Regions from separate parts of the Mus musculus genome. Here regions 2 and 3 are each linked to region 1. The links are chromatin contacts, called in public Hi-C maps. All regions are on one chromosome and are shown on one strand. Each heading gives the region's core, a stretch centred on a gene start, on an enhancer-like site or on the middle of the called end of the contact. The rest is flanking DNA. Distances are from core to core; before and after follow the strand shown.

Region 1 (5,056 bases), core at 1,124-3,623:
GAGGAGCCCAGAGCGTTCGCATCACTGTTGCTTCCCTCTCAGCAGCCTGCACGAGCAGGTACTTTTCTATCAGAACTGGAAACCACAGCAGCCGCCTTGATGCGTTCCTAGCGACGACATGGTTCTCTAGTTACATATTTCCTGCCATTTCTTTTATTTTCAGCTTTCTTACAAAACCTTTTCAATTTCCAGTAACTCTTAACATGGATTGGGGGGCGGGGGGGGGCAGGATTTCTTTGTGTAGCCTTTGCTGTCCTAAAACTCTGTAAATTAGACTGGCAACCAACTCCGAGATCTACCTGATCTACCTCCTGAGTGACAGGACTAAAGACATACACCACCAGGGTTTCTGTCCTTAAGTCATGTTATGTAATAGTACACATGTAATAGTTATGTAATAGTAGGTACACGTGGTCTCAATCCTGAATCACACCAAACTTAAAGGGGATGGCCAGGATCCTCACGGTACAAGTCACTGAATCCTCAGGGCTGGCTGTATAGTTAAGAAATAATAATTAAGTACTAAATGTCCTGTTTGGCTGCTAGAACACAAACCAGTCTTTTTAATGTGCTTCTGCAGCATTCAGAACAGTAAGCTATTTAAAATAAGGGTCCAAGGGCTAGTGAGATGGCCCAGGGGTAAAGTGACTGGTGATAAGCCTGGGGGACCTAAGTTTGATCACTGGGTGCTCAAGGTAGAAGGGATGATGGACCCGCGCTCACAAGTGGTCCCTGGCCCTCCACACATGGGCATGGCACACACTTGTATGCAAACATATACAAATAAAGTATAAGAAAACATAGAAAAAGCCGGGCGTGGTGGCTCACGCCTTTAATCCCAGCACTCGGGAGGCAGAGGCGGGTGGATTTCTGAGTTCGAGGCCAGCCTGGTCTACAAAGTGAGTTCCAGGACAGCCAGGGCTATACAGAGAAACCCTGTCTCGAAAAACAAAACAAAACCAAACAAACAAAAACAAAAAAAGAAAAAGAAAACATTGAAAAGGTAAATGATCTAGAGCTAGGCATAGCAATGCATAAGAATAATCCCAATGTTAAGAAGGCTAAGGCAAGAAGACTGCTGTGAGTTTGGTGTCAGTTTCTGCTACATAGTTCTGGGCAAGCCTGGGTTACACAGGCTTGTAGACTCTCTGTTTTAAGATGGATGGATGGATGGATAGATAGATACATGCATGCATGCCCTAACCATAACTAATGCCTCATTTTGGAAACAAAGTTTGATATACATACAATTTTGTTGATCATACAACACTTGTATAAACCTCCACTAGAAGTGACTTGAACACCTTAATGTCTTCTCACATAATTGCTTATTTACAAAGAAAACTCTAGAACAAAAGTAGTTTTCACCAATAATAACCTCTCCTCACTGTACAAAGAAGTAACAGATGGGCAGGTTTAGTAACCCACATGCAATGCCAGCACTTCTGAAGCTGAGGCAGGAGAATCACAAATTCCAAGCAGCATGGGCTACACTGGAAGACAGTGTATTTGATACTTATTCAGAAAGTACTTGTACTGTTTACATGTTTGTTTTAAAAATACAGTTCCATTCTCAAGGCAATTATTAAAAAAACAAACACTGGCAAATCCTCCTCTACTTCAAAGCTAGAGAGACTTAATTAAATGCATTAGAGTTATCCAAGTCCTGGCACATCAACAACAGCCATCTAGCTCACTCTAAGAGCTGCAACTCACTGTCAAACCAGTCTACAACAGCTAGTGGAATACATGCCAGGAAACCAACAAAAACATAGAACACGGGGTCTTATTTTCACTTTTCTTTGAGGTACAATGGTGCTTAACACAAAAAACACTTCTGGAAAAAGCTACGAAGTATTGAACAGAGGCTCATTATACTATTCTCTATATTGATTACATATTTGAAAATTTTCCAACAGAAACCTTACAAATGAGAAAAAATAACCCCCACAGCCAACAATACTGTAAAATAAAAATGTCAATGAAATAGTCTTTCTAAGGCTCATAAAGATGTTAGCCTCAGCCGGGTATACACATTTAATCCCAACATTTAGGAGACAAAGGCAGGTGGATCTCTGAGTTGAAGGCCAGCTGGTCTACAAACCAAGTCCAGGGCATCCAGGACTATTACACAGAGAAAACCTGTCTTGAAAAAAACAAAAACCAAAAACCCCAGTAACAACAGCAGAAAGATGTTAAATTCAGTCAATACTTCATTCATAGGAATCTGTCCTTCTAAATGCTTTTAACATCATAAACACACATTTCTAAGCCATTGCTGAAGAACAAAAAGGAAAACAGATTTCTGAACTGATACATTCATCTCCCACCAGGCCCTGTGCTAGAAGCTGCTGGTGAGTGAGTGAATCACACCGTGCTTCAGCAGTCATTCACAGCGGGCGGCAGGGCAGGGCAGGGCAGGGCAGGGCAGGGCAGGGCAGGGCAGGGCAGAGAAGCTGTGGGCTCAGAAGGAGAAACGAGAACCCGACTCTAGCCCCCACCACTGATGGCTGAGCTTGAGCAGCTCAGGATGACTATGCTCTTTTCTTATAAAAATGGTGACAATTCTTTTAAGGCCAGCATACACTAGGCACATGACATGTGCTCAATGATCAGAGTATTATTTTAGTAGACAAACAAAGAATGTAGCCACAGATGTGTAAATATTAAGACAGTAGGGGCTAGAGAGATGGGTTAGTGGTTACAAGCACTTGTTGCTGGAATGAACTACATATCTGCTCTTACCAATGCTGATAGGTTACTATAAAAAGGGATTCTTCATGGTAATCTTTTCTTTTTGAAAGAAAAGAGCTCTGTATCTCTAGCTATCCTGGAATTTGCTATGTAGACAAGTGTTAGAGAATATTTGATTACACTGTGAACCCGAGACTGTTATTTCCTGGGAATTGCTGGTTGTGGTACCTCAGCTCTTAGCACACATCTTTAATCCCAATCAATGAAGGTAAGCCACCCATGTTTAAAAGTGAGTGACAGACGTGATGAATCAGAGAAAGATTTGACGGACTAGGATATGACAGCCCCCCACCAGGAGAGAGGAAAAGAAAGCTACTTAAGGGACAATGCAGAAAATGAAAAAGGCAGTTTTACTGGAAGAGTCTTACAGAGAGAGACAGGTTGAAGAGAACAAGCTAGACAGAGGTGAAGGCAGAAAGAGCCATAGAATGACAAGGAGACAGAAGATTTGCTATGAGGCCAGGCAGAGCCATTCAGCAGATGCAGAGAGAGAAGCCAGACTGAATCAGTGAGCCTGGAGAAGAGTCTGAGCCAGGACAGCTGAGTTGAATCAGCCAGCAGGAGTTCAGAGAGAACTAGAAAGGGTGAGCTGATTCAGCAGAAAGTCTCTGAGGCTGGAAACATTCTAGGCCTAGATTATGATTGTACAGAGGCTAGAAGCTTCCAGGACCAGGCCTAGGTTAGCAGATGGATGCAGTAAGCCTCTGAGATGACAATTACATCAGGGGGGAAAAATACTTTTACAGATCAGTCTGGTCTTGAAATCAGAGATCTGCTTGCCTCCACCTCCTGAGTGCTGGGATTAAAGACATACACCACCATACCCAGCTCACATTAATCTATTTATAGTTACACCTTCTTTTTTGGTAGGGTTAAGAAAGCTTTCAAGCCGGGCATGGTGGCGCACGCCTTTTAATCCCAGCACTCGGGAGGCAGAGGCAGGTGGATTTCTGAGTTCGAGGCCAGCCTGGTCTACAAAGTGAGCTCCAGGACAGCCAGGGCTACACAGAGAAACCCTGTCTCGAAAAAAAAAAAAAAAAAAACAAAGAAAGAAAAAAAAAAAGAGAGAAAGCTTTCAAAAGATTGATGCTTTCTCCCTTGGAAAAAAAAAAAAGAGAGAGAAACCTATTTCCTTAAAATTCCATTTGTTTCTCTTTATCATTGCAGTTACCTCCACAAGCACTGACTCAGAAGTTCAGTAGAGTTTAAGGATCTTAAAACCATTTTCAACATAACCACAAACATCTAGTGTAATCTCTTCATGAGCCATGATGCTCATCTCCATGTCAGTCACTGAACATGGTGGGTCTGTAAGACAGAGACACAAACAGCACCAGGACATTATACACATGAAAAGCCTGCAACCAAGTCTGTAAATGTGACCATGATTCGGCTGCCACCCCCATGCATGGTGATATGCTTCTTAACACACTGAAATGCTCAAAACAGGAGCAGGGAGAAGACACACATTCACTGTGTAAAGCCTAATGAGTGTCAGTTAACGGGACTCAAAATCAAAGAACTAAAACTGTGCATAGCTGATGGAGACAGGAGCCTGACTTTTGATCCTTTTCCAAGTTCTATCTGCATCCTACTTGTTTCAGCTGTCCTTTCATGGGCCTGCAGAGATGCCCTCTCCTTAGTGGGCAAGGAAACCCAGGGTCCTCTGCCAGGGCTGCACCACGAGAAAGAACCAGATCAATTCTGTGTCTTGTGATTCAGCAATATCAGGCTGTTGCGTTTGCTTAGGTTGGTAAACCCTCACTTCTGAGGGGCTGGGCAGCCTGCTCCTCTTCAAGAGGTGCTGAGGCATTTTTGTCTCACAAGTCGTGCCCCTGCTGGGAAACAAGCTCATGAAGAGATTACACTACATGTTTGTGGTTATGTTATGGGAAAGGTCAACTCTGCCATCATCCGACACCAGCCCGTGTACTTTTCAGCCCTTCAAGCAGTGACTAACAGGTGCAAATGACTCTTGGCCAACTTCAAACTTTTCCTGGAGGTAGTAAAGGTGGAGTGAAAATCTCAGCATTTTAAACAGGAAAGAATGAAGAACAACGCCAAAGCAACAATAAGGCTGAGCCTATAACTCAGTTCTAATGCTTACGTGGTTTAATCCCTAGGACCAACAAATGAATGAATAAGGAAGCTGCAGTGCTACTTCACTGTGACTGTTAGACAAGGGGAAAGAGCGGTCAGAGGACAGTGTCATAGAACAGTTGTAATGGTGAGAAGTGAGAATATGTACACAATGCTGCCTCTGAAAGGCTCTATGGACAGCAGACGGAGAGACGAGACCTCA
Region 2 (5,056 bases), core at 1,674-4,173, 180 kb after region 1:
ATGCGTTTTCTCTGTTTGGAGCTGTGCAGTTGTGAAATGGGATGGTACTCGGTACAGCAACGTGATTGTTCTTTCATCACTGAAGGACAGCTCTATGGTTTTAATTTTTGGACAGCTCTATGGTTTTAATTTTTTTCCTGTTAACAAATATTGTTGTCCTAAAATCCTTGTGTGTGTGTGTGTGTGTGTATATATATATATATATATATATATATATATATATATTTGTGTATTCTTTCAAGTACTTCATGAGACAGTTTTCTAAAAGTAGAATAACTGGAACCAAGGGTTTATAATTTTACAATATTGATAGGTATTGGCATTTTCCCCCCTCAAACTATATTCAACTATCGTTGGAGGGTTTCATTTTCTACAGACTATTAATGTTTTTCCAAGGTGAAAGTACTGTTTTGTTTTTCAGACAGGGTCTTCCTATGGGTTCCACCCTGGTCTGAATTCACTCTGTAGACCAGGCTGACCTTGAACTCACAGAGATCCACCTGTCTCTGTCTCCCAAGTGCTGAGATTAAAGGTGTATCTGGATAAAGTTTATACCTTGAAGTGACAGTGCTCGTCTACATAGCTGATGAAGATGTTTGGCTTGTGGGCTTTAAGAATAATCAGGAGTCCAGGAAAGCACTCAGCCAGATAGCTGGGAGGAACATCATCACCCATTGTTCCCTATTCCCTCTAAGATGAGGGGAGAAGTAGCCCTAATCAGCCCTCAACAGAAGGGTGCGTCATCACCAGGGGGCATCCAGGGACTCTAGTGTCACTTTCAAGCCTGTGTTTTGGAAGAGATGATTAGTGCAAACCCTGGAGCAGCTGCGGTTTGGGGAAGCGAGCACAGCTCTGGGGATGGCTGTCAAGGCAGGACAGACCTAATGTCAAGTGGACACTGCACACACCTGGAGAGAGATTTACCATGGGGCTCCGTTTGTCCTGTAGGAGTGTTGTCAGCTTGTTTGGGCCATTGGAGAAGTTAGTGATGTGAGCTCTCAGTGTTGATCACAGGACAGGACTGTGACACGTCCCTTGTGTTTAGGACTTACTAGAAAAGAGTATTGACTCAACCATGGCAGAAACTGATGGTATTTTGTTGGTTACTGTCAGCAGTTGAAACCTATCTTCTTTTTCATCAGAAACTGATCTCCGAGCATCCCTAAGAACAAGAGCTGGTACTGGGAGGCCTAAAGTGTTTCCGAGACAATCCATGAGACTGAACTGGCCCCAGTATGACTTGCATTGCCTTTTCCTTCCTGGGAACCCCATGTGACTCCTTCCCTGGTCCATTGGTGACTGCTTCCCTTTTTCTTTGTGGTGTGAAGGTGACACTGGAGAGTTTTAAACCTTAGTTTTAAGAGGAATGACATGGTATTTTTGGTGTGAGAATAAATAATTCTAAAACATGTTAATGCTCTATTTTTTTTTGAAGTGTTCTCTGTGTGCCAGGCACCCTCTTGGTGCATTCCTTAGCATTATCCCCCTCTCCCCCTTTTGTGTTTAACTGATGTCCACAGAGAGAAAGGCCAAGGTGATCCAGCTGTCAGAGCAGCATGGGAACTGGTCTGCTTTTCCTAAACCACTGCTCTTCCGCTGTCCCCATGTTCTCCCGTGGAGGGCTGGGAAACACCTTACATGGCTGATGGATCACGTGTGGAAAGTCAGCGATGCTGTGCTCTGGTTTCCCCTTGTTGCCTTTAAACAGAGCAAGTTAGGAAATCTGGACTTTCCACTAAATATTGAAAAATTAACTGGCCCATGTCTGTAGCTTATTCTGAACTATAAATATCTTTAGATTAGTACAAAAAGGATGTTTAGCTAGCTTTTTGAGTGCACCATGAATTTTTTCATGGACTAAGGAATTTACAATTAAGGTGTATGTTGGTGAAGAAATTACTCAGTGTAAATCAGTCACAGTGAAGGAATAAAGCGAAATACATGAAGTTCCATCTTATTTCCAGTGTTTTTGCTTCTGAGGGCATCCTAAACAGACTTTTAAGTTTGAAGGGTGTTTTAGTTTGCTTTCAATTGGTGTGACAAACACCCTGACCAAAATCAAGATGGGGAGGATGCATTACAGTCCCTTATCAGGGGAAGCTGAGGCAGGAACTAAAACCACCCAGGACCACCTGCTGGGCCAATCATCCATCAAGAAAATGCTCCGCAGACTGGCCTATAGGCAGCCTGATGGAGGTTAGTTTCTCCCATTGAGTTTCTTCTCTCTAGATAACTAATTTATGATAGGTTGGCAAAAACCAAACCAGAACAACAGGGCACGGCAGCACACTGTCGCTTTAGTATAGGATTTGTTTTCCTGTTGGTAATTTTTGTTTGCATGGTCCAGTTTCTCTCTGTGTTCAGGAATGAGTATCTCCATGGCGGTTTTCATGGACCTGGTGTGGAACACTCTTGCTCCTCTCCTCCCATGACTGGTGGCTGGTGCTGAACAGCTCATTTCAGAGAGTGCGATGCTTAAGTGAGGTGCAGAGCTTGGAATGTGGGAAGAGAGTCGGTAGGGAGAATACTTACACGGGAATTACAGAGTCCAGACTCTCCCTGCTTTGTCTCATATCCTTTGTATTATTGGATACCAAAGTCTGTCTGTCTTTGGTTTAGTCGCCCTTCTGCTCAGGCCTTGATGAGGACCTGCTGTTTAGCCCACCGCCAACTGTAGCCTTCGGCACTGCCCCTGTGCCAGCCTGCTGCCTTCTCCTCCCCTCCCCTCAGGAACCTCATGCTATAGCCAGAGGCTCCCCATTGCCCCTTTGGGAGGGCGCCTGCACTTTCTTGCCTTCTATCTTCTGGTCCTCAACCAGTGCTGACCTTTCCCTTCCCCTCTCCTGCCCCAGGCCAGTCATCTGTTCTCAAGGTGGCATTGGCATTGATAACCCCAGGCGGTTGTCACTTTGTAGCAGTTACCCAGTGTAGCTGTCCAGCGGCCATGGGTGAACTGGGTTTACCTGAAAGCGGGGCTGGAAATGAAAGGACGGGTATGAGAGAAGGGCGAAGCCAAGTCAAAGGTTCAGAGCTTGGCTCAAAGTTTAATTCTGCAGCACCAAACCCATCTTTTGTTTCAGCTGGATTATGTTGCAAAGTAAGCTCAGCGGGCAGTCTATTCCTCTGAATTCCTGTAGGAAGTTGCAGGTGCAGCAAGGAGGACGACTCCACCTAGGTCAGAAAGCCCACTGTGGCACACACTCAAGATCTGTTTAGCCTGCTCAAAAGGCTGGGCGAGGGAAGGGCATAACCTAGGACTCGGCTAGTCAGGTGGTGAAAATCATCTGCTAGTTGGCATTCCTGTGAAGGTCCTGAAAACCCAGAGGCATACTCTGAGGGAAGGCGTCCTGGAGACTGGATCGTGACTGGTGGCAGTGCCAGGATGCACACAGACAACACCGTGTCCTGGTGGTGTCTTCTACCCCATCTCCCTGCCTGTTTCTGAGGAACTTAGCTGCATAGTACTTTTCACAAATTGAACATTTAAGTTGAGTCAGTATGAGAGAGCCCGTGGGCCATGTGTGTGTAAATGAAGGAAAACCTCTATTTTATCTAGTTTGGCCAGCAGTGTTCCCAGTGACGCAGATTGCCTCCTGTTGCGTCAGCACTTGAATTAAAAAGGCCCTGTGCCGCCTTCTGAACCTTAACCAAGAAGCACAGACTCGGGCCAAAAACAATAATGGTCAGAGTTGCCAGCATTCATCAAGGCTGATTGTGTGCGCGCGCGCGTGTCTGATAAGCGCTACAGGCAATACTCATTTAATCCATGGTTGCAAAGTAGAAGCATTATTACTGGACCATATAAATGAGGAGACCAGCAGAGAGGAAAGGCAGGCCTGAGCAGTACCCTGTACTAGCATGAAGCAGAATCTTCCCTCCAAGCTCAAATAACACACCAATTTCCACAGACAGCAGAGGCCCCGTGGTGTCCTCTACTCCATGGAGATAGGAATCTGATGGTTTTGTTCATGTAGAAACATAAAATTCTCTCTCTCTCTGATCTCTGCAAATACAGCAGACTGTCCAGGACACCAGGACATGTTGGGTGGTGCATATGTCGCTGGGCTGGCCTGGCTCTGGTAATTCCTTTTTGTGAGCACACATGGGTTCAGGGGTGATTCATGCCTATAGTACCAAGAGGCTGAGGCAGGAGGATTGCCGTGAGTTGAAGGACAGTCTGGACTACAACTAGTACTGCTTGGGCTCCAAGTGAGACCCTGTTCAGACAAACAGTCGGTTTCCTCCTCTTCTCGAGCCTCTCTCTGCTGGTAATGTTAGCTGGAGGTGAAGATGACCTTAACCATTCACACGATCCAGGCTTATCCAGGAACAGGCCATCCTGTTTCTCTGGAAGCATGGATGCCATCTCGGCTTTTGCGTCTTTCTTGGGCTTATCTATCTTCCACGATTTTCAGAATGTTTTAAAACAATACTGTTTCTTAATATCAATGTATTTGTTTTTAATAGAGTAATATCAATGTATTTGTTTTTAATAGAGGAGATGCATGCTGAGATCTGTTACGCCGAGTGTCTCCTACAGAAAGCAGCACTCACATTTGTGCAGGTAATAACCGTCTGGCTGAATACTGGGGTTGGGCAGGAAGCCTGCCAGCGCTGTACAGAGCACGGTAAATGTTGCTCAGCCTGTGTTAGCACTGAAGCTTAGAGTGGTAATAAAAGATATTTGTTTCCGTCCCCTCCCCCCCCTGCCCCCTCCTTCCCCTTTCTTACGTTGGTTTCCAGACAGGGTCTCACTGTGTAGCCCTGGCTGGGCTAGAACTTGTGAAGATCACTTGTCCCTGCCTCCCAAGTGCTGGCCACTACCTGGAAAGAACAGTTTTTAGAAGTTAAGGAGTCATTATGAGGCCCTACATTTCACGCTTTACGTACACGTGTGTGCCCCAATGCTGTTAGAAGCATGGGTTTTACATTATGACCCGATGATGACTATGTCCCGATGAGGGCGGGAGTAGAGATGATAAGCCAGCAGAAAACAGTCTCAGAGTCTTGATTTTGAAAGTTACTTCTCCAGGTTTGTTTGTTTGTTTGTTTGTTT
Region 3 (5,056 bases), core at 1,865-4,364, 140 kb after region 1:
GGCATGATTGTGGAGGTCAGAGGACAACTTACTGGAATCTCTTTACCATATGGGGCCTGGGAATTGAACTCAGAATTGGCAGCAAATAACCTTTACCCACTGAGCCATATTTTAATAGTATGGAATTGAAATATTATTATTATTTTTTTAAAGATTTATTTATTTATTTTATGCATATGAATATACCACCATTGCTCTATTCAGATATACCAGAAGAGGGAATCAGACCCCATCACAGATGGTTGTGAGCCACCATGTGGTTGCTGGGAATTGAACTCAAGACCTCTGGAAGAGCAGTCAGTGCTCTTAACTGCTGAGCCATTTCTCCTGCCTGAGTTGACACAATATTGCGGTGTGAACTCTGTTCCTTTTAATTTAAAAATACTCCTATCAGTGATAGTTTCAAAATCAGATAGTTTAAAACACTAAGTCTTTTGGTTCTGCTTGTTCTCTGTGTAAAATTATTCCCGAGACCCCCACTCCCAAACAAAGAGTAGGCCCTCGCCTTCTGTGAACTTCTGGGTAGGTATGGCACTGGAAGACAGGGGTGTGGATATAATAAGTAATTTGCAAGGTTTACTTTACAGTCATAAAGACATTAGCCAAGCCGGGTGGTGGTGGCACATGCCTTTTATCAGGTCACTGAGTTTGAGGCCTGTTTGGTCTACATGAGGGAGTTCCAGGACAGCCAAAGCTATACACAAAGAAACCTTGTCTCGAAAAACAAAACAAGGGCTGGTGAGATGGCTCAGTGGGTAAGAGCACCCGACTGCTCTTCCGTAGGTCCAGAGTTCAAATCCCAGCAACCACATGGTGGCTCACAACCATCTGTAACGAGATCTGATTCCCTCTTCTGGAGTGTCTGAAGACAGCTACAATGTACTTACATATAATAAATAAATAAATCTTAAAAAAAAAAAAAAAAGAAAAACAAAACAAAACAAAGATTTAGCCAAGTAATATCAATGAAAATGAAATAATTTGCTCATCTATGCTAAATAAATCCAGTATATACAGCTGTAAAAGAGTTGCCTTTTCAAATGCACTTTATTATCTTCTATGCACTGCAGTGCACATCTTTTAGAATATCTTTTCTACACCCTCTGACAATTTATATGCAGCCATAGTGGCTCTTGATCACCTCCCCTCCCAAATGTAGAGCACATTTCATGTCCATACATACTCACTGCTCTGTGGAGTCACGCTATGTGCTGTTTGGCAACCTAGAGTATTTGTTTTGTAGTAATTTTGATTGTGGGTGATTAGTTTATTTTTTATTTTAAAGGTCTTAGAACTTCTCCCTTATGCTACAGCTTCTCCTCATACGGTTAGCTTTCACTTTTAAAAACACTGATCTGTGGGTAATGGGAGCTAACGGCTTGAGGTTAAGCTTTTCTTGAGAGCGACACCTGGTGGTTGGTTTATAATCTCTTCCCTTCCCCGTGCTTGCAGGAAATTCCGAAGAATCTTTCTGTGAACAGCTCCCTTTCTTGGTAGACACAACAGCCGCTATGCAGGCTCAGGTTGGTGCCACTGAAGCCCACACACTCCCAGAAGCCTGGAGATTTGATTGCATGTTCAAGGAGGCTCTTTTTATTTTTTTAATTTTTAATTTTTTAAATTTGATGTAATTCAAAGAGTTTATGACTTTGACCGTGTGCCAGCCTCTCTGCTTTACTCTTGAGGAGGCTGGATCCTAAAAAGATTGCATGTGTCAGTCAAGGTCACACTGCTCACTGGCGGCCTGAGGTCCTGTGACTCTGTGCTCAGGAGTTAGGCTTTCCATGCTGAAGTCAACTGTGGATTTTTTTTTTTCTTCTCTGTTCCAGGAGAGGCTCAGAGTCTTGGGTAGGATGAGGGGTTCTAGCTCTGTCTTCAGGAGTCAGCTGACTCATCTCATTTCTGAGGATGAATATCCCATGTCCCTGTATTGGTGGAGCCTGTTCTGAGTCAGGCCTGTTCTCTATGCACTGCGTCGCCAAAATCCTCACAGGACTTCTGGGAATGGGATGAGATTCCCGGCATAGCAACAGGAAATGGAGGATTAAAGGGCTAGACTTGCTTCAGGTCAGGGTTCACACCGAGACAGGCCTATCTCCCAAGCTAACTTGTATTTTCTCCATGCTCTACTGACAAAAGAAGTAAGTCATTAATGCATAATTACTTATAGTGCTCAGAGACAAACCTGCCCCCATGGGTGTTAGAGCATGTGACCCATAAATTTTCCACAGAGCCCTGTAGGAGGCTGGGAGGTTGGGTGGGTGGGGCTCATGCCATCACGTTGTGATTACCCCAGTAGGCACCCAGTGCCCTCGGCTCTCTGTAGGTATTGTAACTGTCCACCAATGTTCCCAGGTTACAAATGCTAACACTGGGATGGGTGGAAAGGGTTTGCTACAGCGAAGGAAAAGGGAAAAGGAGGGGCTAAGACTGTGTGGACCTTTCTATCCTGAAGTGATGGACCTCGGTGTGGTGGCACCGCACTTGACACACACCTTCCTCCAGGGTCATTAGGACCTCCAAGCCACCGTCCAAAGGGCCGCTCTGTACGCTCATCAAGTGCCAGCTCCGTGCCGTGGACAGGCAGCACGGTTTCTCACGTGTGAGAGGGAAAGGCATTTTTTGTCCTTTGACTTCGTTTTAAAAAATGAAGATCTTCACGATATTGTGAGTGAGTCATGTCTAGGCTGCTTCAGTGACTGAATCATCTGAATAGAATGCAGCTCATCAGAATGAAGCTTAGGAAAAATGAACTCATTTGATTGAGACAGGGTCTCTCTGCAGAGCCCTGGCTGTCTGTTCTCGCTATGTAGACCAGGTTGGCTTGGGACTTAGAGATCCAACTGCCTCTGCCTCCTGAGTGCTGGGATTAAATGCATACGCCACCACGTCTGTCCATGGTTCCTCCAATTCACGGAAGTGCTCAATTGAATCATTCCCACAGGGATGACTTAACCTACAATCCCAGGCTTTCATATCTGTGGGTTTAAAAAACTGTATGTTATTTGTAAAAATGAAGCTTTAAGCCTCAAAAGGCTTTCGCCCAATGCTTGTAGTCACAGCACTTAGGAGAGTGAAGGGATGGGCCTGGTGGGCAGGTCCTTTGAGCTCCAGGGTTCCAGATCTGCCTAGACAATGCAGTGAAAGGTTGTCTGAAGGAAACAAACAAAGAAGCCAGACATAGTGGCTTTTAATTTCTGAGTTTGAAGCTAGCCTGGTCTGCACAGTAAAATTTTAGGTCAGCCAGGGTGAAACCTTGTCTAAAATTCAAACCAAGCCAATTCCACAGAACTTCCATAGGTAACAAGAGAGCACTTTCCGGAGGGTAACTAGAGAACAAAGCAGTAAGGTCACCTTTGAAGAATGTGTGAAATTATATTCAGTTAAAAATAGCCAAGGCAGCCTCTGTCTTCAGTTAGTGATGTTACTGTTACACGATTAGAACTCTGTTTTAAAGAGCGTTTTGGTGTTTTGAGGTAGGTCTTTGCAGCCCATTTAGGCCTTGAATCTTCAGTCTTCCTACCTCAGTCTCTTGAGTGCTAGGATTAGAAATGTCTGCCAACACATGTGAATTTAAAATTGTCTGAAGCCCATTTTATTAACCGAAAGATCACCCCCCCACACACACACACAAATGAAAGTTGGATTTAAAGACCTTGGTTAGAGATCAACTGTGCTGCGCCTTTTTCTTCGTTTTCTTCCTGTTAGTCTGCTCTAATTGAGACGTTTGTAGCCCTTGAGACCTGGAGAAGGTTGTGTTTTGTTTTGTTTTTTTTTTTTTTTTTTTTTTTTGTATTTTTTTTTCCATTTTTTATTAGGTATTTAGCTCATTTACATTTCCAATGCTATACCAAAAGTCCCCCTTACCCACCCACCCCCACTCCCCTACCCACCCACTCCCCCCCGGTTGTGTTTTGTTAACTGCCAGACCTAGCAGTAGTTACCGGTGGGGATCTGGAGGTGGTCTCTGCAGAATTAGCTTTTATAGCTTCTGACGAAGAGCCCCGTGGTTCAGTTTAGGTTCACATAGGACTTGCTTTGATTTTCTTTTTCTTTTATTTATTTTCTGAGACAGAATTTTGCGATGTAGGTCTGACTGACCTAAAACTCGATTATATAATAATGTTCTTACATTAGATAATAGAATTTAAGATGACTCAGAAGAAAAGCAGAGAACAGTTTTGTTGAAGTTTGAGAGGGAAAACAAACAAACAAAAACAAACAGCAAAAAACAGGGCAGGCAGGCTGCCAGTCGGGAGTAGGTGGGTAAGAAGAAAGTCAAGCCGTTTGAATTAAGGCCAGAGAAGCTGGGAAGCTGGCAGGCATTAATGGAAGAATAGAGTTGCTGTGTGTGTTCAGAGAGTGGGATGCCTAGAGCATCAGTCAAGCTGATTTAGGATCTTTGGCTGGTATCTGGAAAGGAGACGGAAGGAAGAAGCTATGGTTGTGAGATAGAACTTGGAGCCTCAGGCAGGCTTAGTGAGCAGTGGACGGCTGTTGTAGCCACCTAGAGACATGCTACTTGCTCTGAAAGTACACACCTCACTGAGAGGACAGCTGTTACTCCCATTAAAAAAAGCTTTTTTTTAAAAGGCTTATTTTTATTTATGTATCTCTCTGGGTCCATGGTGCCCACAGAGGCTCTAAGAGGGTGTTGGAACAGTTGGAGCCGGAGTTACAGGTGGTTGTGAGCTCCCTGATGCTGATGCTGAGAACAGAACTCAGGTCCTCGGCAGGAGTGGCACCGAAGGATGCTCCTGACAGCTGAGCATCTCTCCGACTCCACAGTCATCTTTTAATATCTTTTAGGAGTATTGGACAGATTGCCAAGTGATGGATAGACCCACATGGGTTAGGCCTTCAAGGGAAGGAGAAATAGTATTTCTTTGTGACCTTATACTACCTGGGTGGTATGCTGCCACCCAGGCTAGAGGTACAACTCAGGTCCCATTCTTTTCAGCAAAAGTCACAGAACAGAGCTGATTAAAGCGAATGAAAGCAGAACAAAAGGAAATATAGGCATGGGTTACCAGGAGGAGTGGTCTTCTCTTCGTAG

The links. Hi-C and Micro-C count contacts between places; a contact is called where the count stands out from the background.
Region 2: a contact with region 1 is called in a Hi-C map of embryonic stem cells, with 1.9 times the contacts expected there. The contact joins two enhancer-like sites. A contact is called at or near these places in 1 of 15 datasets of contacts at CTCF or cohesin (large pre-B cells), 34 of 484 Hi-C or Micro-C datasets (B cells, CD8 T cells, bone marrow-derived DN2 thymocytes and 9 more), 11 of 115 datasets of contacts at active chromatin or transcription factors (embryonic stem cells and stem cell-derived neural progenitor cells) and 4 of 9 other capture datasets (adipose tissue, embryonic stem cells, liver and 1 more).
Region 3: a Hi-C map of embryonic stem cells shows a contact between it and region 1, with 2.0 times the contacts expected there. The contact joins two enhancer-like sites. A contact is called at or near these places in 1 of 39 promoter capture datasets (second pharyngeal arch cranial neural crest), 23 of 484 Hi-C or Micro-C datasets (CD8 T cells, the MC38 cell line, the N1E-115 cell line and 12 more) and 5 of 115 datasets of contacts at active chromatin or transcription factors (bone marrow-derived macrophages and embryonic stem cells).

The regions. Positions count from the first base shown.
Region 1 is chr4:83,436,593-83,441,648 of GRCm38.p6, reverse strand. All of the region lies in intron 5 of Snapc3 (small nuclear RNA activating complex, polypeptide 3), which reads right to left. Among named protein-coding and RNA genes, the nearest start is that of Snapc3, 21 kb to the right of the region's middle. Within about 2 kb of position 2,373, at least 65 of the 459 cell types and tissues checked have an H3K27ac peak or open chromatin away from gene starts, as enhancers often do. A contact at or near this core is called in the MC38 cell line, differentiating embryonic stem cells and embryonic stem cells, where this site is marked.
Region 2 is chr4:83,255,553-83,260,608 of GRCm38.p6, reverse strand. Ttc39b (tetratricopeptide repeat domain 39B) reads left to right here. Exons shown (of 20, transcript NM_027238.2): 7 at 4,497-4,564. Among named protein-coding and RNA genes, the nearest start is that of Gm42307, 26 kb to the left of the region's middle. Within about 2 kb of position 2,923, at least 26 of the 459 cell types and tissues checked have an H3K27ac peak or open chromatin away from gene starts, as enhancers often do. A contact at or near this core is called in differentiating embryonic stem cells and embryonic stem cells, where this site is marked.
Region 3 is chr4:83,299,974-83,305,029 of GRCm38.p6, reverse strand. The region is part of intron 1 of Ttc39b (tetratricopeptide repeat domain 39B); the gene reads left to right. Among named protein-coding and RNA genes, the nearest start is that of Gm23412, 17 kb to the right of the region's middle. Within about 2 kb of position 3,114, at least 76 of the 459 cell types and tissues checked have an H3K27ac peak or open chromatin away from gene starts, as enhancers often do. A contact at or near this core is called in the MC38 cell line and embryonic stem cells, where this site is marked.